Regions from separate parts of the Podarcis muralis genome. Here region 2 is linked to region 1. A link is a contact called in public Hi-C data. All regions are on one chromosome and are shown on one strand. Each heading gives the region's core, a stretch centred on a gene start, on an enhancer-like site or on the middle of the called end of the contact. The rest is flanking DNA. Distances are from core to core; before and after follow the strand shown. Region 1 holds the start of CHCHD3 (coiled-coil-helix-coiled-coil-helix domain containing 3). Region 2 holds the start of LRGUK (leucine rich repeats and guanylate kinase domain containing).

Region 1 (7,505 bases), core at 3,581-6,080:
TTCTGATTGGCTGCAGGAAGCTCCTGAAGCCTATCAGAAGCCGCAGAAGCCCTGGCTGACGTTCGGCTTCCAAAAGAAGTTTGAAAACCGAAACACTCACTTCCGGGTTTCGATCATTCGGGAGCCGAAACGTACGAGTATCAAGGCGTTCCGACAACCAAGGTATAACTGTACTTCCTAGCTTTGAAAACTGCAGTCCTCAAACCATTTGTAGCCTGGTCTGTGTGCGTTCAGTATGGTTTACTATCAAGCAACTGTGCAGTCTTGTACAAACCCTTGTGCTTAATTAGAAAATAAACGAGTTCCAGGGCACTTGCCTCCAAGTAACAATGTGCCTGACTGCAGGCTTACCTTGCAATCCTATGCATGTTTACTTAGAAGTTGTCCCACTGCACTGAGTGGGCATTACACTTAGGTAAGTATGTACAGAATCACAGCCTTTGTTGAAGGTTTATGCAGTTCAAGACTAGAAGATGTGTTCTGTCATTCCTTGAAGTAACACTAACACAAGCTAGAAGCCTTTAAGTTTTCTTCATGCTATGTTTCTCAGCAAGACCTCACTAAGACCTGTGTTTCATCACAGATTGAATCATAAGCAGCACTGTATTGAAGAGGATCACACCAGAACAGCCAGACACCTGTTCTGCTCATCTCACGCCCACAAATTTCCCCGTTGCAAGCCAGGCAAAATTTCCCCCTGCCGTGACAATGATAGAACATGCTTTTGAAAATATTTAAGTAATGAGAGAGTTGTGTATCCTGGAATAGAGCAGAAAGGGCAAGGTTAAAACAGAAAAAACAAGAAGGTTAAAGGAGAAACAAGAGAAGGCAGAGGAGCAGGACGGAAACCCTCTGCAGATTTGACGCAAAGGAGCAGAAATACTGAAATGTGATATAATCTGTCCAACCCTGCCAGGCTATTCTGATGGATACCAGGGTCAGTGGTGTAGAAAGCAAGATAGGCAGAGACAAGGCGGCCCATGTTAATAATCTCCTGGCAAGGGAGGTATCAATGGCTACTAGTCATGATGGAATATGTTCTGCCTCCACTGTCAGAGGCAATATGCCTCTGAACATCTGTTGCTGGGAGTCACAAGCAGGTAAAATGTTGCATTCAGGTGCTGCTTTCGTGCTTCCCATAGACATCTGGTTGGCCACGGTGGGAAAAGGATGCTGGACAAGATTGGCCAATGGCCTGATAGGTCTTGTCTCCCACTAGAGTAGCCAAGGCATTTTCTTTCCAGATTTGAGACTGGACAAGGAAATCACTACCATGCAGAAGTTAAAGCAGTTAAGTTGCTACCACTACTCACTGGATCACCTGAATATGGGAGCCCGGGTGGTCTAGGAATCTAGCTTTCTTTCTTTTTAAGCAGCAGTTTTACAAATAGCTTCTTCAAGGCAGTAGGGCAGAACTGCCCACTCTGAGAGTATTTTACCATAGCCTAGAACAACTGGCCAGTCTCTCTGAGCAGGCAAGAACCTTACATGGTACACATGCCTGAGTGAATGTTTCCTTGGGCATCATAAACTGAAATTATCCGTGCTGTATAATGGCAAGATTTACCAATGAGCACTATGCACCTGGACTGCACGAGCTCAACTTAAAATAAAGGTTCAGGCAAAAGGTCCACGAGCAGAGGAAAATATTTGGCCTGGCCTGTTCTTGCGCCTTGAAAAGCAGCTTGAACTGTAACAGCAGAAAACAGCATGCAAAACTTTTCACAACGTGAAGATTAATCTTATCACCTCCTGCAAGGAGAAGCTCGGACCTCGACTCACTCACCTGTGACCTAGCTCAATGGGCGGTGAAGCAATTGGGAGTGTTGTCTACAGGCACTGCCGTGGTTTCCTTCTGCACTATCCAAAGAGAGAGAGCAAGCAGAGGCAGTCACTGCAGGCGCCACTCACTTGCTCACATCTGTGATTTCTTTCTTAAAAGTGTAGCAGTTGGTGCTGGTCCCATTCTGGCTGCCTAGAGAGGGCAAAGGAATGAGTGAACAGAGGAAGTGGCAGGATACCATTTCCTCAGATTACTCACTGAAGGTTTTCACTCTCCAGCCAGCACTGTGGTTGCGCAGTCTCTGGGCAATGCAGCTAGCCCAATTCAGACCACTGTGTTACCAATAAAAAGAGAATATAAGTAAACAAGTGAGCTGGAAGTGGCAGGAATTGCTTCTTCCTACTGTCGCCTGGGCCTCTCATTGGCATAGTGCAGAGGTGAGGAACAGCCAGCCCGTGAGCCACACATGAAGAGGTATACAACCTCCAACAATAGAGGCAGATAATATCCATCCCGGCATGTAGCCATTGAAAGCTTTTTCCTCCTCTGTGAATCTGTCCAACCCTCTTTCAAAGTCATTCAAGAGCCAGTGTGGTGTAGTGGGAGAGACCAGATCCTATTGTTGTTGTTGTTCTTATTATTAGGAATATATTGTATGAGGAAAGGTTGCAACATTTGAGGCTAATAATAATAATTATAATTTATTATTTAAAGCCCGCCCATCTGGCTGAGTTTCCCCAGCCACTCTGGGCGGCTTCCAATCAACTGTTAAAAACAATACAGCATTAAATATTAAAAACTTCCCTAAGCAGGGCTGCCTTCAGATGTCTTTTAAAGATAGGATAGCTGCTTATTTCCTTCACATCTGAAGGAAGGGCGTTCCACAGGGCGGGTGCCACCACCGAGAAGGCCCTCTGCCTGGTTCCCTGTAACCTCACTTCTCGCAGGGAGGGAACTGCCAGAAGGCCCTCGGCGCTGGACCTCAGTGTCCGGGTAGAATGATGGGGATGGAGACGCTCCTTCAGATATACTGGACTGAGGCCATTTAGGGCTTTAAAGGTCAGCACCAACACTTTGAATTGTGCTCGGAAAGATGACAAGAAAGGAGATTCCAACTCAACATTAGGAAGAACTTTTGGATGGCAAGAACTGTTCAGCAGTGGAACAGACTCCCGTGAGAGACTGCAGACTTTCTACACCTTGAGAGGTTTATAAAGCAACCGTCAGGTGGCCATCTGTCGCAGGCGCTTCCGTTAAGATCCCTGCATTGCAGGGGGTCAGAATGGATGACCCTCAGGGTCCCTTCCCACTCTGCAATGCTATAGTCCCATGAAGTGCACCTCCAGGTGCCACCAGACAAAAAGACCTCGACAACTCAGAAAAACAAGAGCCCCAGACATAGGGCGAGTCATTAGCCGTAACCGTGCCTCTGCAACAGATGGATCCTGTCAAGGACCTCAACTGTCAGGGCCATCTCATTTGCACGCCACCTTTCCATAGCTATAAACCATGCTCAAGGCGGCTTACAATAACTAAATAAAAGTCATGGGAAAGTACAGGGCCAGATGGGAAACTGCAATGCCAGATTCGAACGCTTTCCCCAGAGACCCTTGCAAGACCAAAAGATAAGAGACGCATGAAGCACAGGGCGGAGCAATGGAGAATTTCTGAAACATCAATGGGATATTAGCTCCGCCCAAGGCATGATGGAGGACAGCAGCAGCCAGGAAAAGATAAGACGTAACATTTTACAATGACAGGAAGAAACACCATGGACAGAATAACGGCCACACACAGGAAGAACAAGGATATAGCTTGAGTGTCTCACTTGTAGTTTTATAAATCATTTAATGTGCCAAAACGAATGGAAGTCGTTAATACTGCAGTTGTTGTATACAGGATTTGTTATCTTGACTGGAGCGTAATTTAAATTGATAAGATTTTGGAACTTGGAGTATAGAAAAATCCAACTACTGTTTGTATACTTTGAATAACTGTGTACATGATCAATTTATTTTGTCTTTTTATATATTTTTTCTTTTTCATTTTATATTTTTGCTCTTTTTGTAATTCTTTTTTGAAGATGTAGGCTTAATGTTTAACATTTGTTTTTGTTGCATTTTTTCCAATATGCAATAAAGATTATTTTAAAATATATATATTTTGGAACATGGAAATAAACAAAACCACCAAACCATCAATTCTAGCGTGCTGGGCGGGGGGGGGGGGGGGACCTAAATTATATAATTTGATGATGGGTACTGAATGATGGACGGGACGCGGGTGGAGCTGTGGGTTAAACCCCAGAACCTAGGGCTTGCCGATCAGAAGATTGGCGGTTCGAATCCCCACGACGGGGTGAGCTCCCGTTGCTCGGTCCCTGCTCCTGCCCACCTAGCAGCTCGAAAGCACACCAGCGCAAGCAGATAAGTAGGTACCGCTCCAGCGGGAAGGTAAAAGGTGTTTCCGTGCGCTGCTCTGGTTCACCAGAAGCGGCTTAATCATGCAGGCCACATGACCCAGAAAAACTGTCCGCGGACAAACGCCGGCTCCCTTGGCCAGTAAAGCAAGATGAGTGCCGCAACCCCAGAGTCGGCCACGACTGGACCTAACGGTGAGGGGTCCCTTTACCTTTACCATATGACGGGTATTGCTAATTGTATTATAATATGACATTGTTATAATGAGGCTATTATTGGATTGTTGCAATTGAAAACTAATAAAAAAAATTCACAAATAAAAATTAAGAGACGTAGTAAATGAGCAGCAGCAGCAGCTGAGGAGGTCAAGGCAGCAGCACGACAACCCTGCAAGGTCGGCCTGTCCTCCTCCCTCCCTCCTTCCCTCTCTCTCTCTCTCTCTCTCACCCGGACGCCCTTCACCACCGTGATGTTGTCATTCTCGTCCGCCTCGAAGGTGACCCTCCGCGGGGCGCTGCCTCCGCCGCCCATCACGACCCGGCTGCCGGCGAGGGTCGCGCACTCGAGCGCCGACTAGGCCGCAAAGAAGCAGAAGACGGGACAAGGTGCCCGAGGAGACCCGCGCCACGCCCGCCGACGCGCGATTGGCCCGCCGCCCCTCGAGGCCCGCCCACCGCCCACAGCGCGCCGGGCTCCCGTTGGCTCAGAAGCTGGTTGCCCAGGGCAACAGCCCGCCCCGGCGTGTCCACCAGGCCGGGTGGAAAGTTTTTTCCGACTCGTGGGTTTCCCGACAGAACTTGTGGGAGCTGAGAAGGCGGCGAGACTTCAATTCCCAGGATGCCCTGGGGCAAAGGGGTGTGCTCGCAAGGCAGGCTGGGTAAAAGGGAGTCTGTCTGAGAGTCAGGCCGCAAATCACTCGCGGGAGCCGCAATGGATTGTGGGCTGTGTAGTTCAAGCCTTCAGATGTAGCTGCTGCTTTTATTTGCTCTTTAATTCTACTTTCTTAACTGAATTTTAATAGCGGCAAAGCAGGTTGCGGGGGGAGAAGCAATTAAATAGGAAACGGTTTGAAGCTGTCAGTAAACTGTCAACGAGGAAGTATGGCACAGCTAATGCAGTTTACTAGTGAAAAATCTGTGTATATAATAATACAATACAATAGTGAAGAATACAATGAGGAAAAGACTGTGTGGTCTATAATTTCAATGGGTTCTGCAGTCTAAATCAAAACAATCACGCAAAATTTCTCCCCGAAAAAAATATAATTTATATTAAAAATATACCCTTGTACTAAATCCTATCACTTCTGGTACCTTATTAATTGGGGGTGTTTTTTTTTTTTAAGGATTACTCTCCCCCCATCCTCCTCCCTAGGTTTTTAGCTGTTTCTATTTTAGCTGTAAGGCACATGTCAGGGAAGGAGGCAGCATATAAATATAATAATAATAATAATAATAATAATAATAATAATAATAATAATAATACCTGGCTCCCCTGAGCCAAAAGCGCAAATTGCTAGGTCCAGGTAACTGAGATCAGAAGTCTTCCCAAATTGCCATTGTGATTAGAGCCCCTGCCAAAATATGCGAGATCAGAGCCTTGTTATTTAGATATCGGTCCAAATCTTATTTATTACTACATTTACATCCCATCCTTCCTCCAGGGATCTCATGGCCCCTCCTCCTCTTCATGCCACCCTCCCAACAACCTTGTGAGGTAGGTTAGGCAGAGAGAGAGAGTGACTAAACCCAAGGTCACCCAGTTAACTTAGTGGCGGAGTGGGGATTTGAACCCTAGTCTCCTAGGTCCCGGCGGGACGCGGGTGGCGCTGTGGGTAAAAGCCTCAGCGCCTAGGGCTTGCCGATCGAAAGGTCGGCGGTTCGAATCCCCGCGGCGGGGTGCGCTCCCGCTGCTCGGTCCCAGCGCCTGCCAACCTAGCAGTTCGAAAGCACCCCCGGGTGCAAGTAGATAAATAGGGACCGCTTACTGGCGGGAAGGTAAACGGCGTTTCCGTGTGCGGCACTGGCTTGCCAGATGCAGCTTTGTCACGCTGGCCACGTGACCCGGAAGTGTCTCCGGACAGTGCTGGCCCCCAGCCTCCTAAGTGAGATGGGCGCACAACCCCAGAGTCTGTCAAGACTGGCCCATACGGGCAGGGGTACCTTTACCTTTACCTTACTCCTAGGTCCCAGTCCAGCAATCCAACCACTAGGCCACACTGACAAGCTCTGAAATAGCAATCCTCTATAAGCTGAACTTAACAGGATTCACTGTTAGGGCTTTAAAGGTCAGAACCAACACTTTGAATTGTGCTCGGAAACTTAGCAGCTTCAGCTCATGACAGATGCATCCAGGTGCCTCCTGAGAAGGTTGGGCAGCCAAAAGCACATTACACTAAGCTACCACCCCAGCAGGTACGCTGCCTTCCCTGTTCTGTGCAGGAACAAGGCTGAGGGCATATTGACAAGGGCAAGTGTGGGCATGAAGTAATAGTACATCGAACAACCACGCATTGCAAGGAAGGAAGGAAGGAAGCCTTGGCACGACTGAACTGCAAAACGATTCCCACCCAGCCTGCACACATACGTAGCCCCAGTATTACAGAGAGACCTGCCGTCAGCATGAACGCAAGGGAGTCTCTTCTTGGCATCCGAGGCAAACCGATGCATGAAGCAGAAAAGCAGGCATGCCATGATGTTAAGCAGCGAGGCACCAGGTGGAGAAGATAAGGTTCAACAGGAGCTTGAGGGGGGGAACCTATTAGCAGTGGATTGCGGCATTGTGTCTCCCTCATTTGCCACAAACAGAAACCAACTTTTGATTGAGTACGAGGCCATTTCCCCCCACGATGAACCTCTTTGGGATTTAAAGGCTATGAGTAAACAGTTAGTCAAAAGAGCAGTTGGTTTATGTATTGAAAACACCAAGGCTTGCAGGGGGGGGCAGGGGGTGGTAATTTAGATTCAAATTAAGCCTCTTGAAGAGAAAAGTCATAGCCAAAGAGCAAAGAGGATTCCACACACACCAAAATCCATCTAAACAACCAGCCAGTTTCTGGAGAAATTCCAGATCACCTCATTAGGAAAGTGGTGGTTTTTTGGTTTGGGTTTTTTTAGGGTTCAATCTCCAGTTAAAAAAAACCCAAGCAGCAGCTGAACAGAAAGACTCGTTTTTCTGAGACCCTGGGAAGGGTCTACCTCTGAAGTCAGGCATTCCTGGGTGAAATGGGAAAATTAGAGCCACCTGCTATAAGGCAACTTCCTCTGTGCCTATATTTTGATGTTTTCCTCAGGTAAATTCAA
Region 2 (7,043 bases), core at 4,493-6,992, 400 kb after region 1:
GGTAAAGGTAAAGGGACCCCTGACCATTAGGTCCAGTCGTGGCCGACTCTGGGATTGCAACGCTCATCTCGCTTTATTGGCCGAGGGAGTGGACATACAGCTTCCGGGTCATGTGGCCAGCATGACTAAGCCGCTTCTGGCGAACCAGAGCAGCGCACGGAAACGCCGTTTACCTTCCCGCCCAAGGGGTACCTATTTGTCTACTTGCACTTTGACGTGCTTTCGAAATGCTAGGTTGGCAGGAGCAGGGACCGAGCAGCGGGAGCTCACCCCGTCGCGGGGATTCAAACCACCGACCTTCTGACCGGCAAGTCCTAGGCTCTGTGGTTTAACCCACAGCGCCTCCCACACTTAGTCTGACACTAATCACTACACGCCATACGGCTCTTCCCATCAAAGGAAAACTTGGCTCTGTAAACATACTGAAATATCAAAGCAAAGACGACTACAGAAGTCCAATCAATTTATGGAAATCAGTGCCACGAGAAATGGTGGTGCCTGCTAACATATAGGTTTAAAGGGGGATTAGATCAGTTCAGGGAGGCCAGGTACTGGTGACAGCTAATGTATTAGCTCCAGAATCAGATTCAGTGCGCTTCTGAATACCAATGGCTGGAGGGAAACAACCTTAGAAGCTGATCGTTCCCACCTTTTCTCTGCAGGAAGGCAGAGATGCTAAGCTACAGCAACCTTTGGTCTGATTGAGGAGGGCTCCTCTTATTTAGTATGAAATTTCTTAATTAACGAAGCAAAGCCCCCAGCCCACCCCCCAGACTGGAGATGTGCTTCTAGGAAGCAACAGCACCCTGTGAAGGAATAAAGCTGTTTTCAGCTGCTGAAATTGACTCACTGCAGAATCTGAGAAGGCTGGACGCAAATGTGGAGCGCAGAGAAATGAGGAAGAACCTGTGCCAAGTTTCTAAATGAGCAATAATGCTTAATTTGAAATGTTTGGTTTGGTCTCCAGGGCGGATTTCTATCTCACCCCCCCCCCTTTTTTTCCAAACAGAAGCAAAGCAAGAAAGTTGAGTCATTCCAGTGAGCCGTTATTTTCGGTATGCCAAAGTTTTCTGTTGTAGGACTAGCAGAATCAAGTGGCAAAGCTGGTCATGGACTGCGGCGCTTCAGGCTGAAGCAAAGGCTGGAAACTTCCACCAGGAAAAGGGCTTTAGGTCAGTGGTAGGATTTCTGCCTGGCATGCCAAAGGTTCAGTCCTCGGCAATATCGAAAGCAACACGATGGCCAGAAACAATTACAATATAGAAAACCTAGTGGCTTTAAGCTTGGTCTCCTTGTTATCAGTATCACCTTGCCAACAAAGCTCCGTATAGTTCAAGCTATGGGTTTCCCAGTAGTGATGTATGGAAGTGAGAGCTGGACCATAAAGAAGGCTGATCGCCGAAGAATGGATGCTTTTGAATTCTGGTGCTGGAGGAGACTCTTGAGAGTCCCATGGACTGCAAGAAGATCAAACCGATCCATTCTGAAGGAAATCAGCCCTGAGTGCTCACTGGAAGGACAGATCCTGAAGCTGAAGCTCCAATACTTTGGCTACCTCATGAGAAGAGAAGACTCCCTTGAAAAGACCCTGATGTTGGGAAAGATGGAGGGCACAAGGAGAAGGGGACGACAGAGGATGAGATGGTTGGACAGTGTTCTCCAAGCTATTAACATGAGTTTGACCAAACTGTGGGAGGCAGTGGAAGACAGGAGTGCCTGCGCGCAGTGGCGTAGCGTGGGGGGTGCAGGGGGGGCCGGCCGCACCGGGCGCAACATCTGTGGTTAGGGCAAATCCATGGGTTAGGGGGCGCAAATCCACAGGTTAGGGGGCGCAAATCCACAGGTTAGGGGGCGCAATTACTTGCCTTGCCCCGGGTGCTGACAACCCACGCTACGCCGCTGCCTGCGCACTCTGGTCCAGGGGGTCACGAAGAGTCACACATGACAAAACGACTAAACAACAACAGTGACTACATAATCGCATGAGCACTGCTCCAGAGTATTTTTCATTCTCATGTATATTTTATCAATTCGAAAAAAAGATTGGGTATGTAACCTTTTTATGTTATAGTTTATAATTCCCACGCTATTTGATGTTATTGTTATGTACATGCAGGTCATCGTTGGAATATTTTATTTTCAGTTAATGAAGACATTATACATCTTTCTACACACGTGTGTTTGTTGAACTAATTGGCTGATAAAGAACTGAACGAAACAGTAGTTGCTATCCGGAAACAGTGTTCAGCACAGTTCAGAGCTGGACATCAGAATTGGACATTTGCCGATTATACAAAGCTTTACAAGCTTGATCTCTGCTGGGCAAAGTCTGGCACTGTGACTTATTCAAGGATTTCAGAGACTTCAGTTCAATACTTTTGATGTTTTACATTATTCCATAGAGTTTTCTATACAGTGGTACTGTTATGTACTGAAGTTCTCACCCTGGGCCAGCAGGAGAATACTGTAGATAGTTATGCAAATGAAGGATCGAAAGTGACGTTCAGTGCTTGGATAGTTTTAGAAAGTTGCTACAGTAACGTTGTACTGGAGCTCTATATAAGCAGGCTGACTGAGCTCTTCAGCTCAGTTCTGTTCTGGCCTCTGAATAAACAAGAGCTGTTTGAAGAATTGCTGTGTCGTCTGATATGTTCACCCACAACTTAACAGGTACCTTGGGTTAAGTACTTAATTCGTTCTGGAGGTCCGTTCTTAACCTGAAACTGTTCTTAACCTGAAGCACCACTTTAGCTAATGGGGCCTCCCGCTGCTACCGCGCCACCGGAGCACAATTTCTGTTCTCATCCTGAAGCAAAGTTCTTAACCTGAGGTACTATTTCTGGGTTAGCGGAGTCTGTAACCTGAAGCGTATGTAACCTGAAGCGTATGTAACCCGAGGTACCACTGTTCTGTAATTGTTTCTGGCCATCATGTTGCTTTCGATATTGCTGAGTCATATTTTGCAACACAGGGGTTGGTCTGTTCACTCAAAGGTTCAGTCCTGGCATCTTCTGCAGGTAGGACTGGGAGAGAGCCTCACCTGAAACCCTGGAGCGCTGCTGCGCATCAGTGTGGACAATACAGAACTAGATGGACCCGAAGGTCTGATTCAGTACAAAGGCAGCTTCCTATCAATCTTACCTTTCATTCATTTACTCTTCACATGTGTTTGCTGTATTTATTTTGCAATTAAGAAAACTGGAGCTGGAGGCAGGGTTTAGGAGGCTCCCAGAAAGAGACTGCAATTTCACACACCACTTCGCCCTGTGTTTCCCTACTGCCACTTGCCATTGTGAGTCGTGGCCACTGATAGACTCAACCGCTATGAACAGCTAGAATCCCTTTGCAAAATCATTTGCAGCAGGGAGCTCCTGTGCAAAGAAGCCCCTCCTTTGGATCTGTCCCCCCGACTCTTCTGCCATAGAGTTCAAATCCTAATAGAATACAATGCAACATAAGACATAAAAGAAACTGTAAAAATACAAGCCAAAATCAACATGAACCTTCAGTGCAATGAATGGTGTCTCCCATCTTCAGCTACAAATCCACGGACACCTTGTGGACCAGCTGGACCTGTTTGGGGACCCCTGCTCCCTGTCCTTTGTATTCTTCTTTGTGATTTGTATAGTGGGCGGAGGCAGGGTAGGCCCACGCATGAAGCAAGGTGAGGCAACAGCCTCAGGCGGCAGAATCCACAAGGGCAGCGGATCTCAATGTACCGTAGATCTTTATTAACCTTTACTTTCTGATATCTATCTTCATTCCTTCTTCCTTGGGTGGGAGTGGGGCGCCATTTTGTGGTTCATCTCAGGTGCTAAAATGTATTGGGCCGGCCCTGATGGGGGATGGATGGACACTCTTACATAAAGCCAAGGAAAGCATCACAAAAATAGTGTGCAGGCTTCTGGGTTCCACAGAGCTCTTCCTTAGGCTACGGACTGTACACTGAGCCAAAGTGGGGGACAATCTGGCTGATGGTCATGCCATGAAATTTAACAAATAATAATAGATCTATGTTTTGGGGGGGTTGTTGTTTCTGTTGGTTACAATGGTATGTATTTTTGTGATTTTATATTGTAAACTGCCCCATGAACCTTGGCAATATAGAAAATAAATAAATAAATAAATAAGTCTCCATTTGGAAGGAGTCTTAAGGCAGAATGTGAGAGGACATTTCTGGCTGTAGCTTAAAAATACCTTTAACTTCTAAAAATGCATGTGATTTAATTTGGGTTTTTAGCATATCATTGATTTAGCTCAGTTCCAACCACATATAAAATGGTCTGGCCTTTTTCAAGGGAAAATAGGATTAATTGAGAAGTTTGATTGATTGATTGATTGATTGATTGATTGCTTTGTTTGTTTATATACTGCTGCACTGCAGCAATATATCAATGTGGTTTACAATGGTTAAAAAAAATGTGCATCTAATTAATGAAGTCATTTGGTTTGATGGAAGACAGGAGTTCCTGGTGTGCTCTGGTCCATGGGGTCACGAAGAGTCGGACACGACTAAACAATTAAACAACAACAACATAGGTTATAGAAAACAATGTACTCTGTACAGATAAAATTTGATATTATAGAGGATCAAATATAATGTTCAATCAACTTAATCCAATCTGTAGAATATATATGCCTGTGCAGTGCTATTTTTCTGGAAAAAAATGTTTAGGGGTACTCTCATTTTGACTCCAGAAAATCACCATTTTATAGTTCAAATCAGAAAAAAATAAATACAGTAAATGGACAAAAGTACAAAGATTCACCAAATGTTTAGGGGGCGTGTCCCCCCAGGAAAAAAACCTCTCTCTCTGTGTATATGTGTACACACACACACACATACACACACACACACACATGTAATGTAATCTGAATCCTGAAATACTGTTTCGGGGGGGTGTTACATTTTATACCCCTATCCATACTACTTTTGGTAGGGTTGCCATATTTTAAAAAGTTAAAATCCAGATACAAATGTTTTTGAGCTTTTACAGCAATGTAAAAAAAACCTTTTTCAGCTTTCGGCAAAAACAACGCAACTGACATGGGTTGCCATGGGCTGTTTTCCCAATTTCCTTCTGGACACAAATGCCAGATTCCTTGTGTGTCTGGTAAATTCTGGGCGTTTGGGCAGCCCTACATTTGGGGTGTTGTTGTTATTTGTAACATAGTTTTTATTCAATTTAACACGGTAGCATTGAGATACATCTCTCAATGACATGCAACAGTTAGGTGGAATAAAAATAACAAAGCAATGAAAGCATTCAGATAAACATTTCTGAATACCAAAAATGTTTCAAAGTGTAAATATGCCAAAATGATTAGTTATTACAGATAGGAAATGATGTATCCGCATTACTTTTGTAGTACAGCTTAGTGTGGTAAAGATAATTAACAATAAGAATAAAAGAGGGGGGTGAATTCGTTAGTTCTGGTCCTATTTTAAACGTTTGCAAATCCCTTCTAATCCAATGGCTTTTATTCTTCCTGTAAACCTCGTCGAGGTTTCCACTGCAATCGAGCGGCTGTTTTTGTGTGTGTGGAAATAAATAAGGAACCATTTAGAGATATAAGTTTCGTGGCAATAAAGAAACAAGCCATTTCGAAACCCGCGCGCTCATTTCTTTTCTGACAGGCCGAACTACACTTCCCGCGATGCACCGCGGCGCGGGCTTCCCGGAGGCCGTTTTCGCGCGAGGACGGCGACTACAACTCCCGGCGGGCCTTGCGCCGCTCCCCCCCCTTTTCCGCCTCGTTGCCGAGCAACGGCAGGGACACAAGATGGCGTCTCCCAGGCGGCCTCTTTCCCCCTGAGAGAAAGAGAGACCGAGACCCCCACGAAGGACCCCCCTTGGCCGACATGCATTCCCGCTCGGCTTTCTACGGGCGCAGCATCATCCGGAGCGCGCAGAGCGGCGATGACGCCCGGTCGGGCGGGCTGCGCTCCTGGGCGACCTCGCCGTCCGTCACCTTCTCGCTCCTCCTCAGCCGCTTCGACGAGCGCTTCCCCAGGGGCACCGAAGGCCTGGAAGGCAGCGCCACGTTCAACCAGGAGGACGAGGAGGAGCTGGCCGTCGAGGAAGAGGAGTCCACCGAGTCCGAACCGGAGCCCGAGCCCATGGAGGTGGGTGCAGGAGGAGGAGGGGGTTTCGCCGCCCCTAACATGGGTTGGCACCTGTCTGTCTATAAAGAGAGGGGGCGCTACTCGGCGAACTACGGGCACGGGTTCGTTTGGAGAGGGCGCCCCTACAAGGAGAATTACGGGAGCGCCCGACCCTTCTTTCCGCGGGGAGGAGGGGCTGTCGACGTGCTATTTGGATAATTACGGGAACGGCGATCCCGCACCTATAGGGAGAAATACGGGAGTGCCCCTCTGGGGAGGCGCGCCTAGAGGGAGAAATACGGGAGTGCCCCTCTGGGGAGGCGCACCCAGAGGGAGAAATACGGGAGTGCCCCTCAGGGGAGGCGCACCCAGAGGGAGAAATACGGGAGTGCCCCTCTGGGGAGGCGCACCCAGAGGGAGAAATACGGGAGTGACCCTCTGGGGAGGCACGCCTAGAGGGAGAAATACGGGAGTGCCCCTCTGGGGAGGCGCGCCTAGAGGGAGAAATACGGGAGTGCCCCTCAGGGGAGGCGCACCCAGAGGGAGAAATACGGGAGTGCCCCTCTGGGGAGGCGCGCCTAGAGGGAGAAATATGGGAGGCTTATTTGCATGGTGGAGTGGAAGGGTTCGCACTACTCGAATGATTACGGGAAGTTTGGGGTTAAGGGAGTGAGGGGGGGGCTCGCGTGCCTGGCCGTCCTTTATAATAATAATAATAATAATAATTAATAATAATTTATTATTTATACCCCGCCCATCTGGCTGAGTTTCCCCAGCCACTCTAGACGGCTTCCAATAGAGTGTTAAAAACAATACAGCATTTGTTTATTTGTTTGTATATTTACTGCATAACATTTGTATGCCTCGTTTGCAAAGCAATTTACAAAAAAGCAGGGTAGTGCTGGGAGAAATCCTGGGGAGCTGCTGCCAGTCTGTG

What was found. Hi-C and Micro-C count contacts between places; a contact is called where the count stands out from the background.
Region 2: a contact with region 1 is called in a Hi-C map of tail, with 3 times the contacts expected there. The contact joins the promoter of LRGUK here to the promoter of CHCHD3 in region 1. A contact is called at or near these places in 2 of 3 Hi-C or Micro-C datasets (blood and tail).

Annotation. Positions count from the first base shown.
Region 1 is chr10:69,991,334-69,998,838 of rPodMur119.hap1.1, forward strand. It overlaps CHCHD3 (coiled-coil-helix-coiled-coil-helix domain containing 3), which reads right to left and starts at 4,831. Exons shown (of 8, transcript XM_028745324.2): 1 at 4,651-4,831. The coding sequence starts at 4,734.
Region 2 is chr10:70,387,178-70,394,220 of rPodMur119.hap1.1, forward strand. LRGUK (leucine rich repeats and guanylate kinase domain containing) reads left to right here and starts at 5,743. Exons shown (of 20, transcript XM_077935357.1): 1 at 5,743-6,127. The coding sequence starts at 5,864.